Regions from separate parts of the Anser cygnoides genome. Here region 2 is linked to region 1. Evidence: chromatin contacts called from public Hi-C data. All regions are on one chromosome and are shown on one strand. Each heading gives the region's core, a stretch centred on a gene start, on an enhancer-like site or on the middle of the called end of the contact. The rest is flanking DNA. Distances are from core to core; before and after follow the strand shown.

Evidence for each region. A called contact is a pair of places that touch in the nucleus more often than the background predicts.
Region 2: a Hi-C map of liver shows a contact between it and region 1, with 3 times the contacts expected there. The contact joins two enhancer-like sites. A contact is called at or near these places in 2 of 7 Hi-C or Micro-C datasets (both in liver).

What each region holds. Positions count from the first base shown.
Region 1 is chr1:3,644,992-3,651,468 of Taihu_goose_T2T_genome, forward strand. MKLN1 (muskelin 1) reads right to left here. Exons shown (of 17, transcript XM_067001431.1): 13 at 1,495-1,642; 14 at 535-649. Among named protein-coding and RNA genes, the nearest start is that of PODXL, 71 kb to the left of the region's middle. Within about 2 kb of position 2,205, at least 1 of the 3 cell types and tissues checked has open chromatin away from gene starts, as enhancers often do. A contact at or near this core is called in liver, where this site is marked.
Region 2 is chr1:4,084,566-4,091,059 of Taihu_goose_T2T_genome, forward strand. LOC106038691 (a long non-coding RNA gene) reads left to right here. Exons shown (of 3, transcript XR_007162806.2): 3 at 1,258-1,370. Among named protein-coding and RNA genes, the nearest start is that of PFKFB3, 66 kb to the left of the region's middle. Within about 2 kb of position 4,291, at least 1 of the 3 cell types and tissues checked has open chromatin away from gene starts, as enhancers often do. A contact at or near this core is called in liver, where this site is marked.

The DNA of each region.
Region 1 (6,477 bases), core at 955-3,454:
TCTAAAGAATGATTTTTGCTTCTGACATGCTGGGGAAGGTAAGGCACTTGCTACAGCAGATTCTTCACAGAATCAAAACAAAGTGTTCAAACACGCTTTCTCACAGAAATGTAGAGTACTTGGAAGGATGAATGCAAAAGTTTTGTTTTTTTTCTTTAGTTTAAAGAAAACTCCAGTTGCTAGCAGGTTTTTAGATCCAGCCCCGGAAGATAATGCACAAAACTTCAGGTGTTTTCAAGTATGAGAACAGTCAGTAGCTAGCTGCTGGACAAAATCTGTAGGTTTAGTAAAATTCACTGCCTGCACTTTGATTGCGTGTAGGAGCCATCACATTTCATTTGCACTGACGGGAAAAGTACCTTAACTGCTTGTTTCAAAACACAACAATGAGTTAACTGAAATTTACCCACCAGATTAATCCAAACAGGAACATCAGACAAAAAACTGTATTAAGTCGTACTGCCTGCGAAGAATCAACCATGCTGGATGAGCAACAAGAGTGAAATCATTGTGTATGTATCTAAACCCTCATACCTTGTGCAACTCGTCGTACACCAGTTGATGGGCAAACCTTGGGCAGGGCTCCTCCTCCTGAAGGCTTTTACCTGGATTCTCTTTTGCTGCTTGGTCATTTTTATAGACACAAGACCTGCAATATATAACAATAAGTAATGATTGATAGTACCTCGGTGGTATCTTCAGATGTTGCATTACTTGGTAGCAGAACGGTCACTATGAAATATTTTTCATTATGGAGAATAGCATCTTGGACACATCAGAGATATGGGAAACCTAGGCCACAAACTTTATCAAAACTATGATTTCAATCACTGATTTCCATGCAGAATTAAGTTTTTTTCCAACTGAAGACCCATTTTTAAAAAACAGCACACATGCCTTCAGAGTGACTGGCCTCATGTTAGAAAGAACTTAAATACAACAATGCTGCCAGCTCCAGAAAGGGGTAGTGGCAGCCAATTACCAAATACCATATAGCAAATAGATGGAGATGTTTTCTCAGAATACAAAATCTAGCAGCCACCTGATGAAATACTGAATCCAGACAGGAAAGAGCCGATAGCTCTAGCATGAACTTTTCTCCATCCCCATTCATAAAGGGAGGAACGGTTTCCTTCACTTCTAATAAACAGTACCATGTACGCTGGAATTAACAACTTCCATTTTGACTGAATTTGTTGCACTGACAATGAACCCTGGCCTTGAGCATTTCCTACAGGAAAAATTTAATATAAGGACTTACTTCTCCTCCATCCTCCAGTAAAGGAAGAGCTCATACAGCTTCCCCCTTTCATGTGTCTTTTTTCTAAAGACTCTGGGAGAGGTGCCTGAAGGGAACTCAGTTGTCTTTAAGATTAACAACCACTGCATGGTTATAAGTAGTTATTGAGTTACTTGGGAGGTATGATCGTGTGGGATTGCTTTCTAAAGAAACCCGCGTGGAGGTTAGAAATAGTACTCCTTTCATCAACTTACCAGCTGTTCCTCACAATGTCATAAATCCAGAAAGAATTCCTTACATTCTCTTCCCGCTTCTCCTTGTCTTTACTGAGCCCTGACAAGACATGGATTTCATTCAGTTCTGGATCAATGGTAGCCCTTTGAGTGAAACCTGTCATTGGAACTGACAAAAAGAGAAGTTACACACTAAAAATGCAGGAGTACACAAGAAAGGATCCAAGCACCAGACAAAAGCATTTTTCTCCCTCTGAACTTCAGCACATTTTCCGATTTCCATGGTGCAAGCAGGAGATTTCATTTAACTAACTTCTCAGTATTCTGGGATAAAGAGCATCTTACATCTAACCTCACTACCTAGTTCCCCTATTTTCTTCTTTTTAAGTACTTTCACCTCTTCATCTGTCACATAAAACCAATTCCAATGGACTGAGTGAAGCCAAGCCAGTATTTTTTTTTCCTCTTTCAGTATTCTTGTTAACTGCCACAACTTAAAACTGAAGCAGCACATCTCTAAAAGAGGAGCTGTGTAGAAGTCACCAAGCAAACAATTTACTTCTCGCGTGTGCCCTCCAAAACCACATGAGAGGGACCAGAGCAAGAAACGTCACCCAGAAGCTGACTCCTTCCTTCCCCCATAAGGGTAGGTCCTGGGTAACTTTGCTCATTCCTTTCCTCTTTGTGATGCCTGGAGGCACAGAAAAAACATCCAGAGAGCTGCTGTTTCCTAGGGCGAGATATGGACAGGGCTTTGGGAAACTCTGTCTCCAAAATTAGAATAAAACTGCATTGCAATAGAGCTAGGCAATCCCTGCAAGATATGAATGGAATAATTATTATTAGCTCATCTGTAAAAGGAAGCATTGATTCCCACATAACTGAAAAAGCTGGAAACTCAAAAAAATTCAAGATGAACTCACAACTACATAGCTCACAGCTTTGTGTTGCTTCTTTTAGGAAAAATATTTCAAGGAAAGGGTTGTTTTGTTTTTGGTATTTTCTGAATACTTATGGTATAATTATCAGGCTATTCTTCTGCTCCACCTTCAGGTTCAGAAGTATGGTGAAATACTGAGGATTCCAGCAGTTTTCATCATAATTCCCCGAAAAAAGGTCAGCAAATTTGTTTGGCAGTCCTTTTTGTTTGTTGTATAATTCCCATTTCCTGTTTCCCTAGGCAACCATCCTTCCAAAATGTATTTGTGAAGAGCACGTGATCTTTGTTTACAGATCCTGTTTGTCTCATTTCTCTTTCTGGGTCAGTTTACAAAGGCTGGTAAAGGGTCCTGGCCTCCGATCAAGATTTTGGCATGAAAAATTCTCAGAACTCTTGTATTTTGCAAATTCTTCCCTGCAATTAACTGTGAACGACACACACGGCCTAGAAAACAAGCCCTGTGCTAATAAAGCCGTTTAATATCGCTGTTTAAGGATACACAAACCGGTATTTTGTAAGCCTCTTCTGTAATAGGTTTTGGTCTCATGCTTCTCTGTTTTCATTTGGTGCGCCAGGAAAGTAATAAATGTCAATGTAAAAATTCTGGGCAGCATTTGGTTTTCTACAGCATAAGCCCTTACCAAAATCTTTAGTAAAGCCAAAAAATAAACATTTCTTAAAATGCTTAATTCTTATGTAAACCTAAGCAGAAACTGAAATATATTGGGGTATTTCATTTTCAGAGCCCTGTTGACAAACTCCTTGCTTATTGTTTTTATGGAAAAGCCTTCAGAGCCCTCATCAGCATCAGCCTCCCTGTTTTGACCTTCAATTTTGCCATGAAGTTTAAAGGAAAATTCATCCGGTTTATAAGCAAATTGGTACAGAGCAGAGGAAAAAAAAAGCAAGGAACAATGCTGGCACAAGAACACCTACGTACCTTGTTTGAGCTGCAAAACCACAAGGAAGCTTTTTAATCCAACTAAAGAGTACTGTGAAAGTCACCCAATAAAGAAATCGAGAGCAAAAAGACAATCGAAGACCAAAAATCGTTAATTTTTAGTAAGTATCATGTAACGTGTTTCTTTGCATAGTCAGGGACTGAATTGTTGACCCAGAAGGATTAAACTCAAGGCATATTTGAGATATTTTTGGCAGGAGAGCCATCTAAATTTGATCAGCAATGCTAATGTAGATGGCAAATGTCTATGCAACCCTATCTGCTGCTTTGAACATTCGAGACCATGCCGTGTTTTTAGAAAAAAAAAAAAGCATGCAAATCTTCAGAGCATTAATACCTCAGGCTCACTGAAATGAAAATTATTATAATCATGAAGAATATGGTTAGCATATTACCATTGATACAGAAAGCATATGAAACTCGTCTACGGAAGTCTCATCCCTCCTCCTGAAATATCGTTAAATAAATGCATTTTGTATCTAGCTTATGCTTGATTTTCTGAAGCTGAAATTATTATTTAAATAACGAAGGAGGGAAAAGTCTCCAAAGTTCAGTGCCTCTGTTTTTTAATCTTGGTAATAAAATATGATTCATCTGCAGTAACTGCAATCAAAACCAAATTCAAGTCAAGTAATTCCGAGCTTCCCTCAGCAGTACATTAATCTCCTCTTGAGACTGTTCCAAATGCAGAAAGTCTAGAAAAAAATTATACCCAAAAATATATATAATATGGATTTAGTAGGGGCCTAAGACAAGGAACAACTTGCAAAAACTCTGACCTTAGTAACTGTATAGAAGTCATACTGAAGCAGTGCCTTAGACGACACAAAGCTGGAATCCAGTCTTTTGCAGAAGACAACCAAAAGTTAGATGCAATATAATTAAACAAAACCCCCACAAATTTGATGAACAAGTCCCTAAATATAAATCAAAGGAAATAAGGCAAGCTACTACACAGTAGGAGGGAGATGCTGCGATACTTTAAAGACAACAGAAACATCAAAAAGATGTTTGCCAATGAATTCCGACCCTTGATAGAGCAAAAGGGCTACAGAAAACGAAGAGTAACAAACACTTCCACTAGGGGGTAAGAGAGCTTCATCATTTGCAAGTGCAGCTGACTTGCAGTCGATGCTGGATGGAATTCAAATCATTGAGGTCAGCATATTAGAGAGGGACAAGGGCTGTAAACTTGCGAGAAGTCCCCGTGATATTTAGCTAATAAAATGTATGCTGGGATGGAAATCTCGTTTCGCATGCAAGACGTTAAATCGAACCTGTAATGGATTGCTTAGGATGTTTGGTTTTTGTGTTTGTTTTTGGTGTTGGCTTTTGTTTATTTTAAATCTTAAGACTCAATAAAAAGTCATACCACAGGATAAGAATCAGACCAGTAATGCCAAGGGACTGCAGGAACTACTGTTTGCAAGGTACTGGATCCAAGGGGTACACAAAGCTGTACGAAGGGCTGCATCGAAGTGCCCTCACTCTTCCACTTCTCTGCATACATGCAGAAATAAGTCAGCTTTGGAGCAAATCTCCCCAATTTCATGCTGTTCGGAGCGCCTCTCAGGCCCCGCTATCACTCAGATCAGCTGCGGGCAGACGGCTCCAAGGACATAAAACAGCAAAACTGAGAACTTAGCCCTGGCTGCTCTGACCACGACGCTGGCCCATCGCAGAGCGCTATCAACTTGGCTCCCATGACAATACATTGCTGATTGAAGAGGAAAAGCTGTACCAAGAGATTGCTCAACAGAAAGCAATCCCAAAAGCAAGTCTAGAAGATGGCGAATGTTTTTCACGTGCTGCTGCATCTTTTTCCCCATGATCCCATTATTCAGGCCAGTATAGGAAGGCAATAACTAAATGAAATTAAGGGGTCTGAATCCTCTCTCCAAAACTTAACGTTTTCATTTATTTTTATGTAAGGAAAATGAAAAGCTTGTGGCCTCCGTATGTGAAAATAACAAGCAGCTACACAGGCCCTGAGTTTTGAACACAGCCAGTTACATAAACAAGTAATAATTCCAGAAAAAGCTTTGATAAGATGCTGTGTAACCGTGTACAGTATAATTTCTATTTAAATATAATGCATGGGAAATGCTTTTCTAGAAGAGTGACACCTAATCATGCGACAGGTATGTTCCCACTACTACAATCCCTACTTACAGGCATTTATTTGATCATAGTGATCATTTCAGCAAGCTGAATATTTTTTGGCTTGTATGTGCAAACAGCCACAGTTGTTTCGAGCGCAGCGTTGGCTGCTGCCAGCATCTAAGCAAAAAAAAAAAAAAAGAGCTTTTACAGAGAGGCAGAATTTGCAAAGCAATAAATTGGAGTTCACGCAGAGGTGGTGCTCATAATACTAGGCAGAGGTTTGGAAATTAAACCTCGTCTCTCTCATTGGAGGAGGAATTATAGCATGTTTTTCAACACGCTCCGAACACACAGCGATGGCAAAACAGTAATATAAACCCCATAGTCTGCAGAGCACTTCTCCAGGATTCACGAAGAATAGTTGAGGGAAGCAAGTTCGTCGACAGAGCCCTTCAGTGCCACCTAAATTACGATTGCCTCTGAACACGTTGCTGCTAATCTCGCTGCAAGTGACTTGCAGGCATCCTCCTCCTTGTGATGCCTCATGATTAAAAGAGCAGGAGAAAGCTACGTCACGTGGACAGCGCTGCTCACCAGCACCTGGCACCTCCCGGATGGATTAATTGGAAAGGGAAAAAAAAAAAAAGCAGTAGGTCAGCAAGTTACCGCATACCTCCACTTGTAATTCACAAAGCTGAAGCAGCACCCCTCCTGGATTTTAATGGAGCAGCCCCTGATGAGTGATAGAGATAGCGTACGGGCCAGCTGTTGACACAGCAAGATAATGATTATCCTCTTGGATTTTTCATGATGAGACTGTGCTTGGAAGTCGGCCAAGGAGCAGCCAAGGAGACCGTTTTGAACTGTTTGGTTGTCGTGTTGAAAAAGCAACAACACGGTGCTCAGCGCACAAGTTCTCTCCCAGGCTAGATTGGATTTTGGAGAAAACAGGTCATTTAGTAAATTCCAGTGGAGTTCTGCTACTACGCCATCCCTGTAA
Region 2 (6,494 bases), core at 3,041-5,540, 440 kb after region 1:
TGAGGGACTGGTGTCGAGGGGGTTGGATCCTTACTAGGCACTGGGGAGGATAAACCAGGAGAGCCCAGAAAGCTCAAGGCAGAGGGCAGGTTTACAGCTGCGTGTTTACAGTAGTTACAGCTACTAAAAAGGTGTTTCTGGGCAAAACTTCCCTCCTTGGCTCACCTGTTTCAATCCCCAATTCCTCTTTATTAAAAGTAAATTAAAATAACAAAAAAGGTGCCCCTTTGTATTGGTGTCAGAGCATTATTTCTACTTTTTATGAGAGCAGAGTGGCAGTTTTCACGCAGGAACAACTCCGGACAGAGTTATTAAAAGATTAAAAAACACACCCCAAAAGGGAAAAAAAGAAATAAAAAGAAGAAAGAAAAAAAAAAAAAGAAATCCAGGCTGAAAAAACAAATATCCTTACCAGAACTCAGGGGCGTTTCTCATAACATCTTGCTTATGTTATGAAGTCTGATTTATTTATTTAAAGAAAAAAAAAAAAAGAGGATGAGGTAGACTTGAGCACTTTCCCGAGATTCATATGACCTGCTGATAAACCAGACTAAAAGTCTCTTACTGTAGCCTTGTGTAGTCCTGCAGGTTGCAAATGTTGGTTCCTCTAATGACAGGAGAGGCATTGCCTTGCTTATTTTTTTATATTTTATTTTATTTTATTTTATTTTATTTTATTTTATTTTATTTTATTTTATTTTATTTATTTTCAAGTTTGTGTCTCATTCTCTTCACAGCTCATAATTCACTCTTGGTATGGGTGTAAGCACACAGGAAAGGATATTGAGAGGAAAGGGGAAGGTCAAGACCCTGTGTCCAGCAATAGGCAGGTGCTCACCTTGTCCAGAAATGAAAAGTGAAGCAGCTACCTGCAGCCCCAAGCTGATATTTCAGGGCAATAACCTGAAAATAGTAAGGGAGTGTGGTTAGAAAAAAAAAAATAAATTAAAAAGCAGTGATTTCTCTTCAAGTCGATCTCAGTGGGAACTGCTGTCTGCAAAAGGATGGAGGATTTGGGGGTACTTGTGCAAAATTTGCTGTGCTGTGCTGGCTGCAAACAGCCTTGATATCTGCATGCTGGGTCCGTGCTGGCTTCAGCTTGCTGCGGTGGGATGCAATAAAGGTCGCTTTGTAAACCGTTTAGGTCTAACATCAAGCAGGGAAAGCAGATGTATTTGTATGGTTACTAATGTCTGCATGAGCCAGCAGATGCTAGGCATGTCTTAAATACCTTTACTGTATTTTTTTTTTTTTAAGGCGCCGAGGCTTATGGAGATGAAGTCAGTCGCAGAGGTGACCTGGGGACACGTGAATCACCTCGAAGCAGCCCTGGACTTTTGCCTCATGTCTATACCAGGTGTTTCACGGCACAGTTTGCTTTATGCATACCTCTTTCTTGAGATACCGGGAACCAAAAAAAAAAAGCAGGCTGTTTCATTTTCTCTCCGTTGGTCATTAAAATAGTATAGATGCTTTATAACACGCATGCCGCAGCTCAGGTCCAAATAGGGGTTAGGAGGAAACTCAGAGTGCTGGCAGTAAAAAAATACCAAAACAACCAAAACAACCCCCCCCCCCACTTCCCTCCTAATTACAGTTTGACATCATGAGCGGGCGAGCGAGTGGTATTTATTAATCTCATCCCCTGGAGCCAACAACACCGCCGAGTCAGGGTCCGGGAAAATCTCTGAGTCACATGGAGATGCAGAGCCAGGAAATGTCAGTGAAAGATAAAGAAGCAAATAAAGAAGTAAATATTAAGGCAAGAGAAATTGGAAGCTGGTGGCAGCTTCCTGGAAGAAGCCGCAAGCATTGAGAGGCAGCCTGGGCTGGCTGGGGCTAGGAGCAGACTGTAGTCTTGGGTTAAATGTCAGCGTGGAGCTTGGTTGGCAAACGAAGGCACATCTTGCCTCACGATGTAAAAGAGGAGCACTCAAGTCTGACCCACAGCCCTGGAATGTAAACTGGAGTCCTTCTTCTAATTGCAAAAGCAGCCAGTGCCTCTGCGGGGGGAGCGGGACCTGTTTCGGTCTCTGTTAGTTCTCATACCAGGTCCAATCTTGTGATTTATGGGCTAGGGCTGGACGATGCCAGTGGCTTTGGACTCCCGGTGGCTCCAAAGGCAAGTGGTTTCAGCTCAGGATTGGGCTGAGAGGGGGCTTTTGGTGTGAAGCACTGCTTTGGATGGGCAAAAATCACTGTGAATTCTGCCTGAGTTCAGCAAATGATTGCAGATGAAAAGAAAAAAGTGGGAAACATCATACATATATATTTTTTAAAGCTAGGATTCAGGCATCTTCTGACAGGCCCTGCCTCCTAAAGTTCATGCAGTTTTCTTCCATTCTTTGCTAGGGATGGGAGGTTTTTGTCTCTAGGCAAGCAGCAGAAAGGGGAAATTTGAGGAAAGATGCAGAGGAATCAAGGACCCGGGAGGCCCTGCTGCTCAGCATCGGCTGTCCCTGCCCCTGCAGGCTGAGCTCCAGGTGCTGGGTTGGGGTGTCTGAAACAACAAGATGCCAAGGCTGCGTGTGACTTTTGAAAAATTACACAGAAAATGTCTTTATATACATATACATATATATATATATATTCTCCTATTTTAAAGTCGAGGTTTCCCACAAGACCTTAATTATTTCAATGTACAACTCTGTATAAACAAGCAGAGAAACAGGTTAGCAGAGAATTAGACCTCTCTCCTGCACCAGTGGAGGGGAAACGTCTCTGTCTGAGGGCTTCAGGCAGAGCTGGCATGTGTTTGCCAGAGCTGCTGAAGACATTCGAGTTTCACTTCACTGTGGGAACTTCGGCTGTGGTCGAGCCTGCCGTCACTGGCAACATCACATAGTTTTGATGCAAAGCTTTTACTCGCATGGAGAAATTTATTATTTTTTTCTTCTACAACTGCAGCCCTGGCTGGGGAAATGAAGGATGGGGCCTTTGCACGGCTCTGGTTATAACACTGGTTATGTCTGACCATGAGGCAGAAAGCAGACGTTTTCACTTTTCTATCTCTACTCCTTGTATGCAGCAGCAAACTGCAGCCCGCAGCGAGGAGGAAGTTGCTGTTTTAGATTTCCTTTCAGGTGCAGCCTCTTACGGCGTGACTCATTTTGTGTTTATCATTGACACATGACTGCTTCTTTCCTTCTTTCTTTCTTTCTTTCTTTTTCTTTCTTTCTTTCTTTCTTTCTTTCTTTCTTTCTTTCTTTCTTTCTTTCTTTCTTTCTTTCTTTCTTTCTTTCTTTCTTTCTTTCTTTCTTTCTTTCTTTCTTTCTTTCTTTCTTTCTTTCTTTCTTTCTTTCTTTCTTTCTTTCTTTCTTTCTTTCTTTCTTTCTTTCTTTCTTTCTTTTTCTTTCTTTTTCTTTTCTTTCTTTCTTTCTTTCTTTTTCTTTCTTTCTTTCTTTCTTTCTTTCTTTCTTTCTTTCTTTCTTTTTCTCTTTTTTCTCTCTCTCTCTCACTCTTTCTTTCTTTCTCTTTTTCTTTCTTTCTTTTTCCTTCTCTTTCTTTTTCTCTCTCTCTCTCTCGCTCTCTTTCTTTCTTTTTCTTTCTTTCTTTCTTTCTCTTTCTCTCCTTCTCTCTTTCTCTCTTTCTTTCTTTTCCTTCCCTCCTTCCTTCCTTCCTTCCTTCCTTCCTTCCTTCCTTCCTTCCTTCCTTCCTTCCTTCCTTCCTTCCTTCCTTCCTTCCTTCCTTCCTTCCTTCCTTCCTTCCTTCCTTCCTTCCTTCCTTCCTTCTCTCTTTCCTCATAGTTTGGTCTGAAATAACTAGCTCTTTAACTTCTGAGGATGTCTTTTGCAGCTGATGTGTATGTGAAACATAAAGAACCACGGCCAGGAGCTGACTCATCTCCACTTCCCATGGTTCTGTCTACACTGCACCACACCTAGGCTGAAGGCAGGACCAATGCTGCATGCACTAGCCAGAGTGAAGGAAAAGTTTGGCAATGAATTAGTGGGAGAGAAGAGGGAATGTGGATACAGTGCTTTTGGTCTACTCAAATCATGATATTTTCTGTGTCCTGTGGTAGCCATGGGACTGGGGGCCCTGTGGCATGGGGATCTCTTTGCTGTTTGACACTTCTCTGGACAAACTAAGAGCAAACCTTCATCCCCAAGCATGCACAGCCCCAAGGGAAAGAGGCAAAACTGTGCCCAGAGATGTAGAGGGACCCAAGAAGTCCAGATCTAAATGGTTTAGGCAGCCAGAAACTGCAGTCACTGCTATCAGAGCATGCCATCCCCTCTTCTGCTGCCCGTCCCCCTACCACGTGTGGCTCCTTCTCCCACTGACTCCTACATCTGCATGGCCTCGACAACATAACCCTCCGACAAGGTCTGAAGTGAGTGGATTCAGTTGCATCTCACATGCCTCGCTGCTCAGTCCCATGATTTTGCATTGTTGTTTCAGGTTCTTCTTCCTTTTTGTCCTCATTTTGCTCTTTTGAACCTTCTCTGACCTCTTATGGGGCTTATTTCTGCCTCATGCCAACTTCTGGTAGGCTCTGGAAGGCTGTTTCTCTCAAGGTTGATGGTGGATAAGTCAGGAAAGGTTGTCGTAATATCTTGTAAGCACATGTAGAAATATAAACTTTGATTAAAAAAAGAATTCAGGTGTTTGCAATTTCCTTTTTTGGCTGACTCTAAAGAAATCTCTGTCCCATTTTGAAGCACAGTGAAAACAAGGGGAAGCACCGGTTTTCTCGGATGCTTCATCATATCTGATATGTTGAAAGTGATTTTGAAATCACCCTAAACTGAGATCAAAGGCTTCTGCAAGGTAATAACTCTGAAGCCCAAATTAATGCAGTTCAGAAGATGGTTAATGATTAAATGACAACTTCAGCATTGAGTTCTCTGGTTCATTAGCACCATATGATTTCAGATTGCTCCAATATCTTGGTGGCCCTGAAATCCCAGCCATATCTTTCATTCCTGTAGCCCAACTGAAAAAAAAAAAAAAAAGCCATGGGAGATAATAGCAACATTTCTGATTGCTCTCTCTAGGAGAGAGCCAAACCACATGGCACACTGTGTATTACGACACGACGGGAAGGTTAAACCAGGACTTGACCGATCACAGATGGTCACCTGTCCATCTAAAAGGATCAGTCACCCTCAAGGGGCTTTGCAGTGTTTTTATTTAGCCCAGAGGGCATGCATCTATCTCGCCATGTGATTTTTAAGCTAAAATCGGCACCCCTAAAATTGTTGGAGGCTGTCCTCTCTTCCTTTGGATACTTACAGTGTTGGTGTCTTCATGTGAGCCTGATGTCTGAGCTCCTAAGTACTCACTGGACATCTAGGGTAGCTTTCAATTGCCTGGATGCCAATGTCTGCTGCCACCTTAGTCTCTGTGATCAATCCTGCCTGGTCTTCAGCTTCTGTGCTAGAAGAGCAGATGTCCCCTGTGTTCCTGTATCACATCTGTCAGTCTTGAGCAAGTGTCTCAGATACCTTTGGGCACTGCAAAAGTTTCCAGATGTTTAAGCACCTGTATCCTGCCCCTACTTGGTATCTAGATCTTGGGATCTAGAAAGCTAATTCCACGCATAAGTATCTAGGACCACTTGAAAGGCATCCTGTGTGGGTTCCAGGTGTCTCTCCAGGTACCCTGGTCTTCCACAGGTGCTGTGCAACATCTGAAAGTCCTTTCCAGATGTTTCAAGCATTCAAGGGTGTCTCAAATTGCAATAAATGTCTTTATGTTACTAAAACAAGCAATCAAATCAAGCTCCTGAATTTGTCCCCAGCCAGCTCCACCAGGCAGAGAGAACCAGAAGTGGGATTTTGGTGTCTGCTTGGAAGAGCTGGGCTCTGGATGAGTCAAGGAAGAGAGACTTAAGACAGCAAGAGACTGTGGTTATTAGTGAGAGCAGAAAGGAAGGGCAGGAAGGAAGTGGTCTGGCAGAAAAACAAGGAAGTCTCTACACTTGTCCTGTGTTTCCTTTCTCACTTGACTTGTTTTCTGTTTCAAACACTGTTGTTGGTAGCGCTGTAGACCACGCAGAAAACTGGGTGGTTTGGGCATTGCAATTACAAACTTCCTTCTTGCTAGTCTAATAAAAAGCCAAAGGAGAACATAGCACAAAGAACACTGCCCATGTTTGACACCTTCCTTATTTACCAGAGAGTCATCATCTTTGGTATTTAATGGTTCTGTAAAATTCTGAGGGGTTGCACTACAGTGTAAGTGATAAACGTGATAGAGACATGTTACGTAAAGGCTATAGTTTGAAGGCTGTGAAACAGGACCTGCTGGGCAGAAAAGCTGAAATCTCAGGTTTGGAGGATACAGAAATGTGAATCAGAGATGAGCCCGGGGAGTTACGCAGCTTGCAAAACATCCTGCCCTGACTGGGAAGTGGTCTTTCTTATCTCTGGCAGCCATTGTGGAGAGTACAAAATTAAATGAATAGCATAGCTCTTTGAGAACATGCAGGTGAAGATGCCTGCACAGCTTCTGGGGCTTACTGGCAACACATTCTGCCTCCCTTTGGC